Linked DNA regions of Rattus norvegicus: region 1 is linked to region 2. The links are chromatin contacts, called in public Hi-C maps. All regions are on one chromosome and are shown on one strand. Each heading gives the region's core, a stretch centred on a gene start, on an enhancer-like site or on the middle of the called end of the contact. The rest is flanking DNA. Distances are from core to core; before and after follow the strand shown.

The links. Hi-C and Micro-C count contacts between places; a contact is called where the count stands out from the background.
Region 1: a contact with region 2 is called in a Hi-C map of kidney, with 3 times the contacts expected there. The contact joins the enhancer-like site here to the promoter of Neurl1 in region 2. A contact is called at or near these places in 10 of 12 Hi-C or Micro-C datasets (the A7r5 cell line, Schwann cells, frontal cortex and 5 more) and 1 of 1 datasets of contacts at active chromatin or transcription factors (oligodendrocytes).

Annotation. Positions count from the first base shown.
Region 1 is chr1:256,080,762-256,084,877 of GRCr8, reverse strand. The region is part of intron 3 of Neurl1 (neuralized E3 ubiquitin protein ligase 1); the gene reads right to left. Among named protein-coding and RNA genes, the nearest start is that of Neurl1, 75 kb to the right of the region's middle. Within about 2 kb of position 2,772, at least 6 of the 93 cell types and tissues checked have an H3K27ac peak or open chromatin away from gene starts, as enhancers often do. A contact at or near this core is called in kidney and liver, where this site is marked.
Region 2 is chr1:256,006,079-256,010,232 of GRCr8, reverse strand. Neurl1 (neuralized E3 ubiquitin protein ligase 1) reads right to left here and starts at 2,073. Exons shown (of 6, transcript NM_001401624.1): 1 at 1,649-2,073. The coding sequence starts at 1,733.

The sequences.
Region 1 (4,116 bases), core at 1,523-4,022, 74 kb before region 2:
ATTGCCGGGCCCCTGAGGGATTCCAATACTGGGCCTTTGGGGAAACTAGGAAGTTGGGAGAAGAGAGGAGATGGGGAACATCAAAGAGAAGAGGAATCAGTTGTTCAGAGATGCCCAGCCATGGCCTATGGGAACGATCTCACGTGGGCTGCCTCATACTCTCAGGACTGTGTGTTCCGAGTCCTGGAGCTGGTCAGGCTGTGGGATAGTTCACAGTAGCACGAGTCAGATTTGTGGACATTGCTTGCAGAAGTTGTTCAGAAAGCAAAAGAGGGCTGGGCCTCTGAGGGGTTGACCTCTCTTAAAGGGAACTCTCTTCATCTCTGTATCTAAGTCACCTGTGTTGAAGACCCCTCTCCCTCCATCCAGGTGGTTGCACACATAGCCCCTCCCTCCCCAGCACTTAGAGAGCTAATGAACCCAGCCAGTACTCCAGAGGTGCCCCGAGAAACTCAAGGCACAGGATGACTATCACATTCAAAGATACGTATATTCTACTTCAAATAACACCGCCAACCCAAGAGTATTTGGGGTATCATTTGGTTGGGTTTTGTAACCAGATCCACACACTGGTAAACAGCATGCCAACAAGAACAAAGTCGAGTGTGGTGCATTTGAAGTGGTCAGCCTGGGTCCAGATCTCGACTCTGCCATTGCTTTAAGAACCGCATAAGGACACACAGCATAACCTCATGAGATCCTTTCTCTTCAGCTGCGAGAGGCATGGCTGACCTATAGAAAGCTGTATTTTGAGGCTCATCTTGGAAGGACACTGTAGGGACGTGATAAGGCCGACCCGGTACCTGGTAGAGGACCCGGCACATGTGACACAAGCCACAGTTTCCATGTTACCATGAGCTCTAGGGCACTCCAGACCCGGTGTTAAATGTTCTACCTGGTAACTTAGCTGGCAGCCTGGGAGGGTCTCAGGGTCTTGGGTTTGGGGACTGGGCGAAGCTGTACCCCATCTTCGGGTAAGCTCACTCAAGTCGCAGCTATCGGTAAGCAACTTCGCGGAAGCAATGCGATGGTAGGACCCACAGAGTGGAGGCACACGCCTGCCCTGACAAGTTCTGACAGGCCACAGCAGGCAGAACCCCCGTTGCCCAAATAACTTCAAATAATAGCATTTTGGCCTGGGGGCGTGGCCCGTGGCAAAGTACATGCCTAGCATGCACAAGGCTCTGGGGTTCAGACAAACAGACAGACAGACGGACGGCGCTAGGAAGTGGCCTTATAAATGTTGCTGAACTGGGAGCTGAGGCTCAGGAGCAGCTGGGAGTGGCCAGACTCAGCCTAAGAATGTCTTCTCCCCTTCCTCTCCAGCACTCAGCGGGAACAGCTGTGGGCAGCCAGCAGGCTCCAAATAATTGTCCCAGCAGCGGGTCAGCTGTGCAAGGCCCCGAAATAGTTGCAACCTGAGACGCAGAGCACCCACCGCATGGCAGAGGCAAAGGGCCCCCGGGCAAGCTAACATGGAGATGGGAGATGGGACGCAGCCGTGTCTAGCCCCCAATCCAAGAGAACTCCTTGGGACTCTCCCAGGACATGGGTAACCCGGAAGCACAAGCCACGGTGTGGCCCCGCATTTGGAAGCAATGCATTATATAACCAGTGCTGGAGAGACGCTGCCCACTCAGGAGGGGTGAGGATGGAGGCAGATGTGGCACAAGACCTTGAAAGGAGCTGCTCAGCCATTGTGCACCATGCCCTTTCGGTGCCTGCCAATTCTGGTGCCTGGCAATGGTTCTGGCTCAGAGCAGCAATAACCAGGCCCCGCCAGGCTGTGTACTGTACGAACCCATAGACAGAAGACAGGGCAGGCTCCGTGTCTTGGGAATCAGCAGACAGCTAGTTCAGGCTTAGAGAAGGAAGAATCCAAATTAGACATGGCTCCAGTAATCTTAGCATCTCAGATTAAATAGGAGCTCAAAGGAAGTGAGGAGGTGTGGGACCAGGCAACCTGTATGCCCCAGCCAGCTTCTCACTCAGCCTTGCCTAGAATGCCCCTGGAGACGGGAAGCTCACCACCTCAAAAACCTTCCTAGCCCCTCTTCTCTAACCCTGTCAGAAAAGGAATTCTCCTTGGGCAGGGCACATAGCTCAGTCGGTAGCGTGCTCACCTAAAAATGCAAGTTCTGGGTTTGATATCCAGAACCTAACTGGCCAGACTCGGTGACTCACACTTGTAATCCGAGTAGTCCAGAGGTGGGGGGCAGAAGCATCAGAAGTTCAAGGTCAAGCTCAAGGTTATTCATCCTACAGTGCATAATGAATCTGAAGTCAGCCTGGGCTACAGGAAACCCTGTCTTGAAACAGAAAAGTTTTCCTGGTTTAGACTTTTGTGTGGTAGAACATACCTCAGGGGGACCCTCGGAGTCTCTCCTTTGGGACAAATGTCACCTTGAATAAAGCTCTCCAACTCTGACTGAGGTGCTCATCCTCTCTTTCGGAGAGGGTCAGGGAAGGACTTTGCTTCAGCAGCAGGATGGGCAGCTGGGGACAGGCATGTGAGGTGTAAGATTGCCGGCAAGTTCATGGAGGTCAACCTGAGCCAGGCCACGGTACGTTGGCTGGCGATGAGAGCCACGGGCCAGCTCTCCCTCAGAGCCCACCCAGCCCTTCAACACACAGCCAGCTGCATAGGCCCACCACGGCAGGGTTTTGACACCGCCATGGAGGCCTCTTTTGAAGCTGGGCCACCACCAGCCCAGACGTGTTTGTTTGGATTCTCACATCCGCAGCACTGGGTAATCTTTAACCACAGGGCGCAGCAGCCAGCCCCTGTTTGGAAGGTGTTGCCAGCACATTTACTGTCTCCATAAACATCGGCCTGCTGGTCTGTGACTGACCCAAGCAGGGGAAGGAGCCATGGAGGAAGTACACAGCTCAGATGGACCTCTGGGCAGTGCTCTGAAAACCACACCAGCCTCCACCCTCTCCTTTTAAACTCAGCTACGGGCCGCCCAGCAAAAACAAACACGATTTCTGAGGTCCCCAAGGGAAGCATAGACTCCTCCAGAATCACTCCAAGTCAGACTCTTTGGCTGAATCAAGGGAGCCAGAGGCTCCTGGAGATCATTTGATGTAGTGGCCTCTCAAACTTCTGTTGCTTTGTTCGGTCATTGTCTTTTGGTGGGTGGTTGAACTTGGTTTTGTGTTCTTAGTTTTTGAGACAGGATTTTGTATCTCAGGTGACCTGGATAGCCATCCCCCTGCATCAGCTTTCCGATGGCTAGGATGGCTAGGTGTGAACAGGGACACCCACGTCATATGGTTCATTTTTTTTTCTTTCTAAGGCAAGGATATCTTTGTTCCAGGACTACCACACATTGTGGCTGAAGTCTGGCAGGCAGGCACCGTGACCCTGTCTCCTCATTCACTGTCTCAGAAATGTTCTGGAGAGCCACAGGGTTCCAGAGAATTCCACTGGGGACCCACAGATCTTAACCCAGGGAACTCACATTACCAGGTTTTCCCTTCGTGTTAAAAGACTGGCATGGGGTTTTCTATTCGGCGATGGTGACCATGGCAAATGAGGCAAACTGGGTATTCTTTTTTAAGCTAAAGATAAAACCACGTCTCACATCATAAACACTTCCCTGTATCTGTGAGCCTCTGCAGATACCTGAGAGCTAAGTGGGGCATGTATAATTACGCCCGAGGAATCCAGAGTTTAAGGCAAGAGATGCTGGGAATTACCCACAGCTTGCAAGCAGCTGGGCCAGGTCTTAATTTGGAGAGGAGACGCGCTCTCCTTCTTCTGAAATGAGGGCCTGGTCCCCAGTTGTACAGGACCCAGCTCCTCCCTCCCCTCAGGTTCCACTATGACCCTCTCACCCCTGCAGGTCTTACCAAGGGCCCTAGAACTACATCTGGAGGCAGTGACACACTAGGTAGAAATGTGGCGTTGCCTTTTCTGCAGGTGACAGACGGTCCCGGTTTGGCAGTCCCAGGGACATGATCCCATGCAACCCAGGCAATCTGCTTTGGGACAGGAGAGCCAGATGCAGCCCTTGAGACTCTGTGACGAACACAAGCAGTCAGACCTGCCCTCGCTGCTGAGTCAGATACCCTGCGATCCCCTTACCTCTTTCTTGGGCCAATACCGCTGAA
Region 2 (4,154 bases), core at 824-3,323:
TTCCTTTCGATTTGCCTTTTAACAAAATGGGAATCACAGAGGGGAGGGGGGTCACAAAGTCTTCGCAGCTTTACACACCGTTCCTATGCTGTGAGCACTTCCCCAAGTCATCAGAGTCTTTGAAAATACAATCCTCCCCCAAAAGGCAATACCATGATTCCCAGGCATTTAGCTTGATTTCCTAGTCTAAGTGATACTGTCAGGAGCATCCTAATGGCTGTAAGTACAACCTGCATCTCCATTTCCCTCCCCCATCAGTTCTGTGAGGAATCACAAGGTCAATAAACACGACTCTAAAAGGACCTGTGCGTGTGCCGCCATATTAATTTCCATAAATCCACCAAGACCCGCTGATTTTCCTGAGCAGGGTGGAGAAGAAGTTATGAAAGACGTGATTAGAACACAGGCAGGGGTATGTCTGTCACCCCTTCTCCATCTTGAAGCTAACTGCCTATCAGGAAGAAACAGGAGTTCCAAGCCTCTAGGGTCTGAAGCCTAACTGTTTCTAACTCGAGGAACAAGCCTCAGTTCCCCTCATCTATAAAATGGATATGGTTACTGCTGCTCTGCTGACTAACCAGAGAAGCCTCTGCGCTCCCTGAAACGGTGCCTGTGAACATTCTTAGCAATCACCAAGGCTCTGGGTTAAAGGTCACTCTTACTACCCTAGCCATATCCTGGAGACTGAGGAAGTAAGTTTTCTTGTTTCATGTTTCGGGGTTTGTTTTTTCTTTTTTCTTTTTTTCTTTTTTTTTTTTTTTTTATTGTTGTTGCTATTGGCTAGAAAGCCCCGGGACTTTTAGCTATCACTGTGCCCCTAGAACTAACTGCAACCTGGCTCTGATAACGATGAAAACAATTATCTTTCCAGAGAGAATTAGCTGGGTTCAGGCGCCTAGGAAACCGAGCAGCATCTTCCAAAGGTCAGAGACATGTTGGAAGCTGGAAGGCCCAGAGCTGAGCCTAGGGCCTCCCCCAGGGGATGCTGGATGGATGGTGGGCTATAGATAGCAAACCTTCCCGATAAAGGTCCATCCGTTTGGAAGCTCCCTGCCCCTCTTTCTAGGGTTCAGATCAGATAGTTTGTCTTTGGGTGCACTAAAAATAAATAAATAAATAGCAACCCGACTCATTCGGTGCAAAAGATCACCCAACGCAAAAGACCCCGGGAGCACGCTCCTGCCCTTTTAGTCCCGGATCTCTAAGACCCTCTAGAGATGGAAACGCAGCTAGTGCTTCCAGCGGGATCTCCCCCAGTCCTCGGCAGATGCAAAGCAGACGAGGGTGACTCTCTTGGGAGGCTCATCTGGAGAACCTAGGTTTCCCTCCACACTGCCCTATCCAGCCCGCAAATGTCTTTCCCACCTCTCCTCACTGCTTAGCATCACTGGAGGGGACTCCAGTGACGTCGCCCGGGCAGATAGGGAGACCTGCGCAGACCCCCACCGACCGCCATCCTCCCTCATCTCCACGGTCAGCACCGGTCAGCTGCTACCGCAGCCCACCTCCACCGTCAGAAGCGCCTCTCCCGCCGTCCAAATGCACACAACAGGTGGCACCTGCCGGTCGTCCCCAACCGCACCTCTGCCCACCACTCCACCTGCGCCGTAGCCCTCCCTGCCGCTGCGCCCCGGCCGGCGAAGCTTACCTTTGAGGTTCTGGGGGTGGCCCCGCGACGCACGGCTGGGGTTTCCTCGCTGCAGAGAGGAGACACTGGAGAAGTTGTTACCCATGGCATCGGCCCCCCTGGGGTGCTCCGGCGGGGGCCAGGCGAGGCTGGGCACAAGCGGAGGAAAGGTGTGCAAGTGTGTGCGCGCGCGGGTGCGCGCCGCCGGGGGAGGGCCCTGGCGGGGCTGCGGCTGGGGGCGGGCGGTTCGCTGTCTCTGGCTCTCCCTGGGCTTGGCGGTCTTCGCTCGGCGGGTCCTGCCCGCCGCGGGGGTCCTCGCACCGCCGGGTTACCGGGCTCCCATGCCCCGCGCCCGGGGCGGCCGGGCCCCTGGGCCCCGGCCCGCGGCGCGCGCCGCTGCGCTCTGCCTGGTGCTGGAGCTCGGGTTCCGGCTGCGGGTGGGCGGCGCAGCGGCGGCGCGCTCCCCGCGGGCCATAGAGTCGGGGCTCGGCGCGCGGCTGCTCGGAGGCTCGGCGACGGGCTCGGTCCCCGCCCGCGGGGACGGCCGCGGCGACGTGCGTGGCGCCCTCCCGCCCGCGGGTGAGCTTGCAGCGCCCGGCCTGTGTGGACCGCCCCCCGCTCCCGCCGGGTCCCTCCCGAGGTCGCCGCCCCCAACCCCCGCCCTAGCGTCGCCAGGACTCCCGGGCTCCGGTTGTTATGGCGACAGCTGCGCCGGTGAATGAGCGTCTTAGTGACACGCGCGCGCCCGCACTACCAGATGTGGGCCCCGGGGCGCGCCGCGTTCCCGCTGGCTATAAGTTCTCGAAGACGCGCGGGACTCGGGGTTAGGGGCAGCACCGCTCGGAACCTGAGGTCAGGAATAGATGGGGGCTTCGGAGGTTGAGCGTCTTCCTGTCCTGGGACATAGAACCTGAAAACAAGAGGAAGAGGACCGCCACAACGCTGGGAGCCCCGATGCCAGGGCGTGGCGAGGTAGACCTAATGGAGGCTCCCTGGCACGGATTACAGGGCCTGGCACAGGTTAAAATGGTCAGGAGTGAGTGGATAATGGATCAAGACACTTGAGATAAGAAACACAGTCACCTCCCCTTCGCTCTGGTTGGAACTTCCAATCAGAACGCCAGTCAGACCCATTCCCTGACTTAGGGCCTTTGCATGCTCCAGAACGGAGAACCACAAGACCAGAACCAAGCTGATGGGACCCAGCTCAGGTACAAACCATGGGAGAGATACGGGTTCCAAGCAGAATTAATCCGTCAGCTGGAAAACTAAGAGATCAGGAAAGGGGGTATGACCTCTGGTAGACCAAGGTGGCTTCCTCGAAGAAGGGGGCATTCTGTACAAGTCCTGTTCACGTGACTCTTCCCATCGGTGTAGCTCAGCACTGCAACCTGCAGGAGGGAACCAGAAAGTCATTCTCCCGCTTGGCTCTCGGGCGGTTCTTTCTCCCCGTGTATCCGTGTATCCGAGGGAAAAGACGGTCCGTCCATCCCACCTTCACCAGCCTTGCTGCTTCTTCAGGCCATCCCTTGCTCTCTAATCGGACTTCCCCAACTGTGATCCAGAGTCCTGGATCATGAGTGGGACACAGGCATCTCATCCATCCTTTTCTGGAAGTTCCTTCCTACAAGTCTCCATAGGACCAGTCCTCAGTATTTAGGCACAGCTCCTCCCTGACCATCCCAGTTAAGCACCTCTGCCTCTCCCCGCCATTCTCCACGGGGTCGTCCCATTCTCTTCGCGGCATTTATATGACTTTGCCTAAAAGTAGTCTTTTCTGCTTGGTTAGATTCTGCTTCTCTTGAAAGAAAATAAGAAAATAAGAGGGGAGAGTTGGCCAGCCGCATTGTTCTAGCTCCCAGGGAAGGGACATGCAGATTCTCAAAGTATCTGTACAGTGACCGGATCTCCATGCCTGCCAGCAGTAAAATCCCACTGTGATCCTTAGAAATCCTCTCTGAATCTCCTTTAGTCCCCTGTCCTGCCTTCTACTCTCCTCTGAGTCCACACATTACGTCCTTAAGTTTCAGAGGCTCCAAGGCAAGCTAGAAATACCTGAGAGGTACGTTCTGGTGTCTGAGAAGAAAGACAACCAGCACCCCCAGCCCCAGCCACTAGCCTCTGGGATGCCTGGGATCACGTGCTGACCGGCTACAGAATGGTCAGGTCAGGGACTGGTGTCTTATTTATGGGCAGTGTCTTCCCAACACTTACCCCCAACTGATGACTCATTTGTCAGCAATCTGTGGGCTCTTAACAGCTCACACACACACACACACACACACACACACACACACACACACACACACACAGAGGTGGGGGAATCATACACCAGCTGCGGAGCTCAGGCATTTTATGAGTCAGAATAAATATGTGGACCCTGTATAGAGGAGACTAATCCCCCTGAAGTGTGTGTGAAGGGCAGGGTTCTGGCTTGGATTTATAGATAGTGGCTGGAAAGGCTCTGGATTCTTCTGGAATAAACCCACTTCTGTGTCCTGGGAAGCCTGGGTAGGGGGATGGGTGT